Regions from separate parts of the Hordeum vulgare genome. Here all the other regions are linked to region 1. A link is a contact called in public Hi-C data. All regions are on one chromosome and are shown on one strand. Each heading gives the region's core, a stretch centred on a gene start, on an enhancer-like site or on the middle of the called end of the contact. The rest is flanking DNA. Distances are from core to core; before and after follow the strand shown. Region 1 holds the start of LOC123448236 (very-long-chain aldehyde decarbonylase GL1-11). Region 2 has its middle 23 kb from the start of LOC123448234. Region 3 holds the start of LOC123448239 (ribulose bisphosphate carboxylase/oxygenase activase A, chloroplastic).

Region 1 (4,654 bases), core at 269-2,768:
TGACAGCAAAAGTCAGAAATATCTCCTTCAACGACAGAAATAGTTTCTTAAATAGGAGCAAAGAACGTGAAATGAAAACAGCTGGTTCCTGGTGTTGTTAGGTTCATATAGTATCATATCGAAATAAATCAGATACATTTCTTCCTTGCTTGGGCTGTCTTACTTGCCATAATGGAGAAAGTTATGTAAGAGAAAAACATCCATTAACAGCTTAGAAGAAGGTTTGGGTACCTTCCCTGTCTATCCCCGCGTTATCTCTTTTAACAGTTCCCCGCCATGTGTGGTACACATGCATTTCACATGGAAGATGGACCTATATATGTCTATCTAGTGGAGGGATCAATCAAGAAGCGTGTGACGTAGTTAAGAGCAGACCTGCATCTTGTATCTCATTACTTGGGCATTTGTTGGTCCTGATGATGCAGGGATTGATTCCCAGAGTGCTTAGAATTAAAGCATTCCAAAGTCCAAGGATTTTTTCAGCTTGCAACTTTAATTTTCATATTTTGAAATCATAACCTCGGGGCAGGAATTTATTATAGCTTGATCAAGAAATACAAGGTTTAAGTATTAGTGCAGCATCTACAGTGAAAATCCATAAGTCTTTCGATGCATGTTTAGCTGAGCCCTGTCACCAGTGTTTCTCATCCTTATTTTCCTTCTCCGGGCAGTTTCATTTGGACGCAAGGCACCATGTATCACTTTATTAAACTCTAATAGCATGAGGCAGAAATAGTTTCTTGAAACTGTAGCGAAGAGAGCCAAACGAAAATGAGTGTTGCCTACTCATGCTTGGTTCATAATATCAGTACACACAATATAAAGAAAGCAGACGCATCCCTTTCTGGTTCGGCTGTCTTACTCGTCGGTCTTGCTTGTCATGATAGGGAAAGTTTTTTTTACAAAAGGAGAAAAAGAAAAGCATCCAAACATAGGTTGCAAAAAAAGGTTTGGTTATCTTCCCTGACTGTTCTCCAACCATGTTGTCGCGAAATTTCGAAGATATACACACGCATTTGACGTGCAAGATGGTCCTAGACACGTCTATATAGTGGACGGATCAAATCAATCAAGAAGCGTGCGAGATAAGTAGGAACAGACCTGGATCTTGTACTTGGCGAAGAGTCCGAAGCGCTCGAAGAGGAGGGAGGGGAAGCCGGAGAGGAAGAAGACACTCTCGTGGAGGACGAAGGTGACGACGGTGGCCAGCTGGAACTCGCTGAAGTTGGTGATCAGCCACTGCATTCGTTGATCCCGACGACAAGGCCGGAGACGGCGACCGAAGGGAGAGGAGGAGATCCGTCAAGATCGGCACGTATAGCGGGGAGGGGAGACAGAGATCGGAAGGATAGGCGCGTACCTCCCAGGCGGAGTCGAGGGGGGTGGCCGCCATTGCTGGGTGGCCGGCGGCGGATGGCAGGAGGAGGGGGGAAGAATCTTTCTCGGTGCTGTATGTTGTATCTGGCTGGCTGGCCGCCCTTGGAGCTTTCCTCCTCCGCCTCCTCTGCTCGCTTCCTCCTGGCTGAATATATGTGTTGGTTCTGTGTGTCACTCGGTCATCACACCCGGACTAGATGCGTCCACGTGTGTGTGTGTGGTTTTCCGCCCCCTTCGACTCATTTCCTTTTCCTTTTTTTCCCTTATAAAAATGCATGCTTGCAGATAAGACTCAACTAATTCCGCAAGCATTAATTCATGACTACTTCAGTTTGTATCGTTGTACTCCCTTCATTTCAAAATACAAGTTTTTTTAGAGGTTTCAATAAAGTGCTTGGGATATGTCATAAAGATTCACCAGAAGTACAAACATCCCATATACTGTACATAATAAAGTTTTGACCAAGGACACTGGACCATCGAATGACCACTCCCAGAGAGAGAATTTGTGATGGGTTTTCTTGGCTAGATCCGAGGGCTAGGATAAGGATGAGGATAGATCTGATGGTGTGATGTCGTTTATGTTTTTTTTATTTTTAAGAAGGCGTCTGGTATGTTTTTGTGGATCTCATGCTGATGCAGCCACATCACATTTCCAATCATGTGTTTTTTGTGTGTTGCCGCATCGACATCAAATGTTATGACAAAACTACTATCACAAGGAAGAACTGGTCAGATCACTATCATACCCATGACAGCAAGAACTACTATGAAACGCAACAAGTATTAATAACGTTGGATGAGAGTCGTAGCAGCCGGCCCAGGTCACAACGTCCTGCGCTGGCTAATGGTCGATGGAATCCGGTTGCATCACTTGCGTGGAATCTTTGTGTGTGTGATGTATAGAAAACAAGCGACATGTGCCCAGCTGATCACAGTCCAATACAGCAGATGATACAGCTGATAAGATCTGGTCGCGCTTCACTTCTGAGTTTTGGTTGATATATCAACAAGATCTGATCCCGGCCAAGCTGTTAGGTCCAGTAACGACAGATTCCTGCTGATAACTGTGCAATACATCCATCGCAATTCGCAAGCAACCTTACTACTCCCTCCGTTCCTGCAAGTCTTTTTAAAGGTTTCACTAATGGACTATATACGGATGTATATAGACATACTTTAAAATGTATATTCATTCATTTTGCTTCATATGTAGACCCCTAGTGAAATCTTTTAAAAGACTTATATTTAGGAACCGAGGGAGTAGTTTACTATTATTACAAGACAAGGCAAGCACAATGGTGGAACATCACGTTTTCTACTAAGTGAACCCAAATGGACGATGGATTCATCATGTCAACCATGAAGTTTTCCAGGCTAAGTGTCGAGGTAGTTTGCGGCCATCATCAGCTCCAGGGTTATTTCTGGCTCGATCGGGAACTCCGCCGTCTCTTTCCCACTACAAACAAAACAACAGAGTCGTCAAACAAACGCAACGGATGCGATATGCAAACATCGCATTCACTGCTAGTCCAACTAAACACACCACTTAATACAAAGCCTATCAGTACACTGCTTCTGTTTCTTATGCAAGGCGTATTTTCACTACCCAAAGTAAGGGTGGAATCTGCAATATATGTGAAAACACACCAAATTCTCTTGTACTGACGAAAAAATCTCATCTCCTCTACACACGAAATGACAACATGCAGCAACCAACCCGTGGTTGGATGGTTAGGAGGATTGTGGTATCCGCTGCCCACCAGAGTTCAAGTCCCAGACTTGACGTTGGTGCTTGCATTTTCCTGGATTTATTCCAGGTCTTCCGGCGATGTGCTTTCAGTGGGAGGAGACATTCCCGTCGACAACGAAAGCGTCAGTGGCGACTTCGTCAATCTCAAGATGATGTGCCGGCTTAGTCTCTCGAAGATGCTCATAGGGGTAGGGTGTGCGTGCGTGCGTTCATAGGGGTGAGTGTATGCTCGTGTATGTGAGCGACTTCGATTGTACTCTGCTCAAAAAATGACAACATGCAATTTTCATCAAAATCCCATTTGAACCAGGTACAAGGACCATGCGTTCTACTCTAACCAAGGAGAAAAAAAGGGCTAGGCGTTAATTGTGTGTTTTGCCAGCATATCTTGCCTAAGCACATGCCTAGCATTATTAAGCGCTAGGCATTCTGATGTCAAAAAAAAGGTAGGCATTCTATTGTCGCCTAGCGCCTAAGCACACCTTTTTTCACTGACTCTAACTCAAGTAACAGTTAGCCTGGACAGCAAGAGTAAAATAAAACCTAAGTGCCTTATAATCGGACAAAAGACTTAGGACTCGACTGAAGTTACCCTGACAAATTGTGGATTAAAAATTAAGAGGACCTACCAAGACCTAAGGTAGAAAACATTTAAGGTTATATTGCACAGTTATTGAGTTATATCATTTCATGAACAACTATTATTTAAACAAGATTTTCAGGTTTTAATGTTTCACACTCAAATTGGTACAACATAGAGTAGCTAGGTGGTAGGAACCATATGGTATTTGTAGCTTGATGCAAAATCTGCATGTGTTGTTGGCTTGTCGTCATTGTTGTACCAGTGTATAAGAGGTGACTTCACACAAATGAGACAGAGCATGTGACCTTGTTCCAGAGCAAAAAATGATTCTTACTCAAATGGACACACGAATGGAGAAGTTGTTCACAAAAGCAGTAAGCAATTAGGAAGGCTTAAGAGTTAGAAAACATCATATTACACACAGTTAAATTCTTGCTTTGCCACCACAAATGACAAAATGATCCAAAAAGTCAAATTTTAGCTTACAGTGAAAATAACATAAAAAATCCTCAGATATATGCATGACCAGTAACCCACTAATAAAACAGGAAAGATAAATAACAGCACAAGCAATGAAACAGAAAAGGAAGTCCATAATATATGGACAACTCATGTGCATGATATATAATACGGTCTAAGAGCATCTCTAGAAGACCCCGCAAACTGGGCCATCCGATATAATAACAGCCGATTTGCGGGATGAAGCCCGTATATCCGTCCCGAATAGATCCCCCAAATCCAGCTGTCCCGGTTTTTTTGTGGGATCCCGAATCCACGAGCCCATTTCCTCCATATCTACGGGACTTCACCCGATTTTGCCGGGGCCCCTTTCCATTAGCGCGAACTCATTTCCACCGGCTTCAGTTCCCGCCTGCCTCCCGCGCCGCCACCGCCTCCAAACCCGCATCCGACCTCGCCGTCCGGCCTCGCGGCGCCAGAAT
Region 2 (4,887 bases), core at 622-3,121, 510 kb after region 1:
CGTGCATATCATATGGTTAAGTGGGCCAGGGTATGTCGTTCGAAGAGAATTGGGGGTGTGGGTATCAAAGATTTACATAAACAAAATGTTAGCTTGTTGGTTAAGTGGTGGTGGAAACTTGAAACTGGTGAGGGTCTATGGCAACAAATTGTTCGAGCTAGATACTTTAAAAGGAAAACAATTGCTAATATTCAACCTCTGTTTAATGATTCTCCTTGCTAGAAAGCTATCATGAAAGTTAAGGACGTTATATGGCTGGTAGGGAGATTATTACTAATGTCGGGGGCCTCACCAGGCTGTGGCATGAGCCCTGGTCTGGTAACAAACCATTAAAGGATAGTTGTCCTATGCTATTTAATATATGTGATAATCAAGATTGTAGCCTTGCGACCTTTGCTGGTAACAACTATGTAGTCAATTTTAGGCATACTCTCTTTCGAGAGCTGGCTCGACAATGGGAAGAGATTGTTAATAGTGCTCGGAACTTGGTGTTATCTCATTCTACTGAGAAGGTGGTTTGGAAACTTACTCCTAACTAGTTGTTCTCTATTAAATTAGTTTACAACTGGTTGGAAAAAGATCTTGCAGTACCTCATTATAAATGGGTTTGGAAGGCTAAAATTCCTTTGAAGATTAAAATCTTCTTGTGGCAACCATTTGAAAACGCTGTTCTTACTAGAGTTAATATGCGAAAGAGGAACTGGTCCGGAAACCCCTTATGTTCATTCTGTCAGAATGTTGAAATGGCGAAACACTTGTTTTTTGGTTGCATCTTTGCTCGTTCTGTTTGGGGGGCCTTTGGGTTGGCTGTAGGTGCGACATGTTGTCCTCGAGCCTTGTGGCAATCCTGTGCTTGGTTGTACACATTCCTTCTTGGGGGGTAGGAAGTTCTATATGATGATACTGGTTGCTTTATGTTGGAGTATATGGTGCACTCGAAAAAAAGTTACTTTTGAGAAGCGTGTGGTTAGAAGTCTGTTAGAAGCTGTTTTCACTGCTTGTTCTTTCTTAATGTACTGGTCAGGGCTTCTGAAGGCGAGTGACAAGACTATGCTTCACGCACGAGTGAAGGTGATGGCGCACGTGGCGACGTCTTTGGCTGATTGTCCGTGAGGTAGAATTGCACTGGGTTGTGGTGATAGAGCTCAAGTTGGATGAAGGCTGGTTACATGTTATTTGTAACAGCCCAAGTGCTTTTCCTTCCCCTTTTGTAATCCTTTCCATGTTTTGCAACTGTGTTGATGCAATGTTATGGATGATAGGCTTGTGGTGTGTCATTTCATGTGCATCTCATGCATCATGCATGTCTTATTTCTTTTCCCCTTTTGTCTTGATTGGTTGATCTTGTCATGGACGCCACCTTGATGATCATTTGAGGGTGTATGTTTGTGATCTTGTGCATAAGTGTGGGTGCAACAAAGCCCCTTCAAAACCTTTGTTGCTCCATGATTCTAAAACCCTCCCTATTCAAATATTTTGCTAAATGTGTTTTCAACTTGCTTTAAAAAACCTATACAAATGTTCCACCTTTCATCTCAATTTTTGTGAGTGGTGAAGTGGAGTTCTTTTATTTTTTCTCCAAGCCTTGATATTCCGTTTCTTTGAAAAACAGCCTAGATTTATTAATAAAGCATATATTTTGCTTTCCCTAAAAATAGTTAAACCTATTTTATTAAATAGGCTATATTATTTTGTTTAGCAAAGTATTTTTTATTTTATTTCAAAACCCCTTCTTATTTCTGCGGGATTTATGTGGTTGTCTGGTTTTACAAAATAAAACAGAGGTTCTTCTTTGGTTTGAGTTAAGAGAGAGCCAGGCCAGCCCTTATAGGCGCAGTAGCTGTTCGGTCCAGCCCGTAGCGGGTCCCTCTTCTCCCACCTCTCGACCTCACATGTACGACTCCATAGCCACCACCAGATCAGAGCTCCTCCTCTATCAACGGCTGGCTCGCATCCAGAGGGCCATAAGAGGCACCCCAACCCTTCTCAACCCTAGCATCTCCATTTCTCTCCCTCCTCTCTTCCCTAGCACCGCCGGGGGTGAACCCGAGCTGCTCCACGCCATGGCCGGCTCGATCAAGAGCTTGGGGCCGTGGTGATCCGGCGCTCTTCTTTCTCTCCGTCAGTACTAGGAGCAACAGGACGTTCGGGAGGTTCCATTTTCGCGAAGAGATCGGCGTAGGAGCTGCTTCCTCGACGTCCACGACGGCGGCCGTCTTCTTCCTCTCCGGTGAGTCTTCTTCCGCTTCTGCTCAACATCCTCTTCATCTCCGTAGCCCGATCCCCTTCTCTGAGACCCTAGGTGAGCTGCGCCTCCTCCGTCGCTTCCCCTCTCTGGCTGAGGCCCCGCCGTCGAGCGCAAGCTCGCTGATGCTCTACTCTGTTGCAGCAGCAGACAGCGGTAGCAGCAGGTTCAGTAGCTTGCTTAGCAGCAGTAGGTTTAGTGCTTGCAGTAGGCAGCAGTAGCTTGCGGGTGCAGTGGACGCGCAACAGCCGCGCCCCGCTGCCGTTCATGTGCGTGCGCGTGTGTGAGTCTGCACCGGCGAGAGACTCTGGCGTCTCTCTGCTTCAGCAGAGAAGGCGTCCCCTTATGTTAGCTATTTCGGGTGAGTCCCTCTCAGGACAAAGCACCTCACCTAGCCGAGCTGGTTCGACCAAGCCAGCGCGACCGTGAGGTCGAGGTTTCGATATCAAGCACGCGTCCTTTTGGTCTGGGGTTCGACCTTAGTTCCTCCCCTTTTTGTTGGAAATCGTTTCCACCTGGAGCGCTGGCCCATGTCTGGGGTTTGACCTTAGTTCCTTCCCTTTTTGTTGGGAATCGTTTCCACCCGGCGCGCTGGCCCATGTAATAATTTTTTCCACCCCGCGCGTTTCGTTGGTTAATGGATACAACATTTTTTGTCTAAATTTGTTGCAACCAGCGTCAGTTTTGCTGGAAGCATTTTTTTTTACTATATTTTGTTCCAGTATAATATATATTTTCCATCCCTTTTGTTTTTCGGTGGATTTATTCGAACTGCGTGGCAGGATAGCTTACCTTGCCTGACGCTGTAGACTGTGCAGCAGCGAGCAGGGCAGGTCTGGGGTTCGACCTTGGTTCCTCCCATTTTTGTTGGGAATCGTTTCCACCCGGTGCGCCGGCCGAACCGACGCGCTGGTCGCCCCCTCGCGCGCTGGCCCATGCAACAAGTTTTTTCGGTGGATTTATTCAAACTGCGTGGCAGGATAGCTTACCTTGCCTGACGCTGTAGACTGTGCAGCAGCGAGCAGGGCAGGTATGGGGTTCGACCTTGGTTCCTTCCCTTTTTGTTGGGAATCGTTTTCACCCGGCGCGCCGGCCGAACCAACGCGCCGGTCGCCCCCTCGCGCACTGGCCCATGCAACATTTTTTCCACCCCGCGCGCTTCGTTGGTCAGTGGATGCAATATTTTTCGTCTAAATTTATTGCAACCAGCGTCATTTTTGCTGCAAGCATTTTTTTTACTATATTTTGTCCCAGTATAATATATATTTTCCACCCCTTTTGTTTTTTCGATGGATTTTTCGAAATGTGTGGCAGGATAGCTTACCTTGCGTGACGTTGTAGACTGTGCAGCACCGAGCAGGGCAGGTCTCGGGTTCGACCTTGGTTCCTCCCCTTTTTGTTGGGCATCGTTTCCACCCGGCGCGCCGGTCGCCCCCTCGCGCGCTGGCCCATGCAACAAGTTTTTTCGGTGGATTTATTCGAACTGCGTGGCAGGATAGCTTACCTTGCCTGACGCTGTAGACTGTGCAACAGCGAGAAGGGCAGGTCTAGGGTTCGACCTTGGTTCCTCCCCTTTTTGTTGGGAATCGTTTCCACCCGGCGCGCCGGCCGAACCGACGCGCGCTGGCCCATGCAACATTTTTTCCACCCCGCGCGCTTCGTTGGTCAATGGATACAACATTTTTCGTCTATATTTGTTGGAACCAGCGTCATTTTTGCTGCAAGCATTTTTTATTATATTTTGTCCCATTATAATATATATTTTCCACCCCTTTTGTTTTTTCGGTGGATTTATTCGAACTGCGTGGCAGGATAGCTTACCTTGCCTGACGTTGTAGACTGTGCAGCAACGAGCAGGGCAGGTCTGAGGTTCGACCTTGGTTCCTCCCCTTTTTGTTGGGAATCGTTTCCACCCGGCGCGCCGGCCGAACCGACGCGCCGGTCGACCTCTCGCGCGCTGGCCCATGCAACAAGTTTTTTCGGTGGATTTATTCGAACTGCGTGGCAGGATAGCTTACCTTGCCTAACGTTGTAGACTATGCAGCAGCGAGCAGGGCAGGTTTGGGGTTCGACCTTGGTTCCTCCCCTTTTTGTTGGGAATCGTTTCCACCCGGCGCACCGGTCGCCCCCTCGCGCGCTGGCCCATGCAACATTTTTTCCACCCCGCGCGCTTCGTTGGTCAATGGATGCAACATTTTTCGTCTAAATTTGTTGCAACCAGCGTCATTTTTGCTGCAAGCATTTTTTACTATATTTTGTCCCAGTATAATATATATTTTCCACCCCTTTTGTTTTTTCGGTGGATTTATTCGAACTGCTTGGCAGGATAGCTTACCTTGCATGACGCTGTAGACTGTGCAGCAGCGAGCAGGGCATGTATGGGGTTTGACCTTGGTTCCTCCCCTTTTTGTTGGGAATCGTTTCCACCCGGCGCGCCGGCCGAACCGACGCGCCGGTCGCCCCCTCGGGCGCTGGCCCATGCAACATTTTTTCCACTCCGCGCGCTTCGTTGATCAATGGATGCAACATTTTTCGTCTAAATTTGTTGCAACCAGCGTCATTTTTGCTGCAAGCATTTTTTTATTATATTTTGTCCCAGTATAAAAGTTGCATATACATTTGGTTGCAACTCTAGTTCGTCG
Region 3 (4,535 bases), core at 1,173-3,672, 750 kb before region 1:
ATGCGGACTTAGGTAGGTAAAACATCAGATATTAAAAGTGGCATGCTTAAAAGGTGTAAAGGCAGCTGCCGTCGTCGCTCCTTGCCGTTGGGTCGTAGTTCTTGGCATTTTGGTCGGTGCAACCTTCCGGCACGGGCAAAGTACCTTGCTGTGCTCCTTTACCTGCAATTTAATTGTTTTGGACGACGTGATGAGAAGATGAGCTTGATATGCCGGCGGAAGAGCAGGTAAGAAAAACAGGCCTCCACTCCCTTTTTTTTTCCGAAGTAAGAAAGTGAGAAAGAAGTATGCATGTAAAGTAGTTGCTGAAAGTATAAGAAGATTGTGCGTAGTTCACCTCCTCCTATGCAGCAAGAGATGGTGGGTGTGTATGGAGAATTTTCTAACCGTAGAAGGAACCAGTCTTCATCGCATCCTGGTTAGCATCACCCAGAGCTGCCTGGCTCATGTAGGTGTCAGCAAGCTGCACACGCTTGACATTGTCCTGCTCCTGGACGAGCATGTGCCCGTACTCTAGCAGCTTCTCGACTGTCATCTTTGGCTGCTCGAAGGTCACGGGCCCGTCCCGCGAGTTCACCAGCCTCTTGCCAATGTTCTCGATTCCGGTAGAGCCGACCCACTTGCGCACCTCATCGTCGTACACCCGAGCACGCAGAGCACCGAAAAAGTCTGTATCGGATCGATGCATGATACTTTGTTAATTACTGATATACAACTTGTCTGCCCTGATGAATATATATATATATATATATATATATATATATATATATATATATATTTGGAAACAAGAGAAATATACCAATGGATTGTCCTGGGAAGGTGTCGACGATCTTGACGACAGACTCGTCACTGACATTGTCGGTCTGGAAGATACCCTTGCAGACACCGATACGGTCGTCACGGGTGGGAGCCCAGTAGAACTTCTCCATACGACCATCACGGATCAGAGGAGCGTAGAGCGTCGAGAAATCGTTACCGGTGACGACGATGGGCACACGGGGGTTCTCCTCCTTGTTGTACATGCCAGGGAGCTGCACGTTGGTGGGGGCATCGGCGATGTTCATCAGGGTGGCGTTCACCATCTGGTTGTTGACGGTGTACTGCGTGGTTCCGCCCATCCTACCCGCACCAGCGTCAAGATCGTTGATGAAGAGGCAGCACATCTTACCCTTCTTGATCATGTCTGCAGCCTCACGGTACCGCTGCCTGATGAGCTTGGCTGGCTCTCCAGCGTTCCCACTCTCCAGCTCTCCGGCACTCATCATGATGGGGCTGTGGCAAAAAGCACAGGTCATTATCTATTATTACTATTATCTTATACTCCCTCTGTTCTTAAATATAAGTCTTTTAAGCGATTTCATCAAGAAACTACATACAAAACAAAAAGAATGAATCTACACTCTAAAGTATGTCTATATACATCCGTATGTAGTCCTTTAGTGAAATCTCTAAAATGACTTATATTATGGAACGGAGGGAGTAGTATTTCTTTAGGGAGGAAGTAGATGAATGTAAATTCTTACTTGATGCCCATCTTGGCGAACACAAGCTCACACTGGAATGATTTTCCTTGACCCTTGCCTCCCCAGATACCCAAGATGAGTGGGATCTGAATTTCGATTCAAGGTCAGTTTCAGAATCAGAATGATTCATTTTATTGCTGCTTCTGCTAATAATCAATTAAATTAAATAACGATGTCTGCATGCATCGATTAATTCAACCTCCTTTTTTCAAAAAAAGAAAAGAAAAAAAAAGGTACCTTGATGTTGGGCAGGGTCATGAAGTTTTTGGAGAGATGGACAACAAGCTTGTCCATGAAAGCAGGAGCGATGTAGAAGCCTCCCATGGTGTTGTCGAAGTCGTACTTCCGCAGGCCCTGGCTGACGTACTCGTAGGAGCTGAGGACGGCCTCGTGGGTGCCGTCGCCCGTGGGCGCCTGGAAGAGCGAGTCCACGATGCCCTTCCCTCTGGTGATGTCCTGCTGGTCGTCGGAGATATCGTACGCAAGACCCTTCCACTTGTCGGTGTTCCTCTTCTCGTCGATGTTCTCCGCTGCCATGACTGTGAACCTGTTGGCCTTGGAGCTCTTGCCATGGTAGTTCACGGCCGAGGTCACCTGCTTCTTGAGCTTCTTCCCGAGGAAGTTGGTCGGCGTAGAAGCCTGTATACATTACATTACATTACATATACACACATGAGATGCCGCTGAAGACACTGATAGGATATCATCACTAAGCAAGAGATGCAATCAATCAATCGATCGATCAGTGTGTGGTACGCACCGGAGCCCCGACGGTGGAGGAGAAGGCAGCAGCCATCTCTGTGCTGCTTGGTCGACCTTGCTAGCAACGGTGGATGCGCGCGGCTGTGCTGGTGATCAGTGATGAATGACTGCTGCTGCTCAAAGTATAGAGGCCGAGCTATGTGACGCCTTAAATACACGTGGATTGGCATATTGCTGCTCTGCTGTGGGGAGCTTGGAGGAGGAGGCGGCATACACACACCCCTGCTTGTGGATCAGCCTCCCGATCCCCCAGAGGCCACACGCTGGAGATTGGGTTCTGAGCGTCTTGGCCGGCCGGTTGGATGACTTGGACCGTCAAGACCAAACGCTGCAGCTGCAGCTGCAGATACGTCTGCTGGCCATCAATTCCATGGCCTTCCACGGCCACAGAATCTAACCATTCATGCTCAAATCATCTCCCATTTCTTCCGTGCCTTTCATTTTTTCCTTTCACTCGGTCGCCCGTATATACTATCTTGTTTATTAGCCAAGCCATGTCATTGCATAACCACAAAAAAAGGGTCTCTCGTTGCTTGTTGGATGAGGCACCCAAGATTGTATTCTAGTTCCAAGTACCACAAATTTGTTGCTGCCATACATATACTGGTTTGTTGATAACCATCAAGCTAGGGATGTCATTTGGCACCACACAAATCAAGTCCTGGTTGACATCAAGCACATGGGTTTGTACTTTTGTCTACTCCAATAAATATTGCCACTTCGGTAAAAAAAAATGAAGCGTATTAAGAGAAAAGGTAGCCATGCAGTTTTGCTTTGATGAAAAGATTATAGAACGTGTCTAATGTTTTCATGTAAATGTAATTCGTGTTGCCTAGCTCAAGTTCCCTGCTGGTATTCTCATTGTTTGGGTCTAGTACAGACCATTAATTGATCATTACGATGAATGCGAGCCGTTTGGCTCGCACAATCTTTGTCCAATACACCTTCTAGTGATGTTGTCCTTGTTAATCAACTTTGTGGTGCAAATTGGGGTTTCCGTAATCCGTCAAAGGGAAAATATGTATGTATGTGATGAGTCATGACCCCCCACATCCACAGTACTCGTACCTAATCAACAAGCTTCAGATGATTTCCACATATGTGCTAATCTTCCGACAAGTGCTAATATCAAGAGATATATAGGTTGTTGGGACTTGGGACCCTAGCTTGCATCCATTGGAGAAATGATTAAGCGGAAAATGACGATTTAAGAACATATACAATTCCTTTCTCTTTCAAGAAGAGACTTACAATTGGGTTACCTGTGCGGCGATGAATCAAAAAGTTTGAGTGGATTTCGGGTCCAAAATAGTCCAACATATATATAGTGCATGCATGCATCTTAAGTAGAGTAGGACCTTCTACTTGCCGTAGAAGGCACCGGTCTTCATGGCGTCGTCGTTGGCTTGGCCGAGCGCCGCCTCGCTGAGGTACTTGTCGGCGAGCTGCACACGCTTGACGTTCTCCTGCTCCTGGACCAGCATGTGGCCGTACTCCATGAGCTTCTCTATGGTCATCTTGGGCTGGTCGAACGTGGGCGGCCCCTCCCTGGAGTTGACGAGGCGCTTGGAGATGTTCTCCACGCCGATCTCGCCGACCCACTTGCGCACCTCGTCGTCGTACACCCGTGCCCGCAGCGCGCCGAAGAAGTCGATGGACTGCCCCGGGAAGGTGTCCACCAGCCTCACCACGGCCTCGTCCGGGACGTTGTCGGTGCGGAAGATGCCCTTGCACACGCCGATGCGGTCCTCGCGGGTGGGCGCCCAGTAGAACTTCTCCATGCGCCCGTCACGGATCAGGGGAGCGTACAGCGTCGAGAAGTCGTTGCCGGTGACGATGATGGGCACGCGGGGGTTCTCCTCCTTGTTGTACATCCCCGGGAGCTGCACGTTGGTGGGCGCGTCCGCGATGTTCATCAGGGTGGCGTTCACCATCTGGTTGTTCACCGTGTACTGCGTCGTCCCGCCCATCCGGCCCGCGCCGGCGTCCAGGTCGTTGATGAAGAGGCAGCACATCTTGCCCTTGTTGATAATGTCGGCCGCCTCGCGGTACCTCTGCCGGATCAGCTTGGCCGGCTCGCCGGCGTTGCCGCTCTCCAGCTCACCGGCGCTCATCATGATGGGGTTGATGCCCATCTTGGCGAACACCAGCTCACACTGGAACGACTTGCCCTGTCCCTTGCCTCCCCAGATACCCAGGATGAGAGGAACCTTGATGTTGGGGAGTGTCATGAAGTTCTTGGCGAGGTGG

What was found. Hi-C and Micro-C count contacts between places; a contact is called where the count stands out from the background.
Region 2: a contact with region 1 is called in a Hi-C map of leaf, with 2.4 times the contacts expected there. The contact joins the enhancer-like site here to the promoter of LOC123448236 in region 1. A contact is called at or near these places in 2 of 6 Hi-C or Micro-C datasets (leaf and seedling) and 1 of 1 datasets of contacts at active chromatin or transcription factors (embryo).
Region 3: a Hi-C map of seedling shows a contact between it and region 1, with 4 times the contacts expected there. The contact joins the promoter of LOC123448239 here to the promoter of LOC123448236 in region 1. A contact is called at or near these places in 3 of 6 Hi-C or Micro-C datasets (leaf and seedling).

Annotation. Positions count from the first base shown.
Region 1 is chr4H:154,883,707-154,888,360 of MorexV3_pseudomolecules_assembly, reverse strand. LOC123448236 (very-long-chain aldehyde decarbonylase GL1-11) reads right to left here and starts at 1,518. Exons shown (of 7, transcript XM_045125066.1): 1 at 1,361-1,518; 2 at 1,102-1,239. The coding sequence starts at 1,393. LOC123448237 (elongin-C) reads right to left here. Exons shown (of 3, transcript XM_045125067.1): 3 at 2,412-2,836. The coding sequence ends at 2,755.
Region 2 is chr4H:154,370,750-154,375,636 of MorexV3_pseudomolecules_assembly, reverse strand. No RefSeq gene overlaps it. Among protein-coding and RNA genes, the nearest start is that of LOC123448234, 23 kb to the left of the region's middle. Within about 2 kb of position 1,871, at least 3 of the 3 cell types and tissues checked have open chromatin away from gene starts, as enhancers often do. A contact at or near this core is called in leaf and seedling, where this site is marked.
Region 3 is chr4H:155,635,234-155,639,768 of MorexV3_pseudomolecules_assembly, reverse strand. LOC123448239 (ribulose bisphosphate carboxylase/oxygenase activase A, chloroplastic) reads right to left here and starts at 2,422. Exons shown (of 6, transcript XM_045125069.1): 1 at 2,284-2,422; 2 at 1,761-2,162; 3 at 1,524-1,609; 4 at 800-1,272; 5 at 388-669; 6 at 1-162. The coding sequence starts at 2,319. The coding sequence ends at 47. It overlaps LOC123448238 (ribulose bisphosphate carboxylase/oxygenase activase B, chloroplastic), which reads right to left. Exons shown (of 2, transcript XM_045125068.1): 2 at 3,474-4,535. The coding sequence ends at 3,647.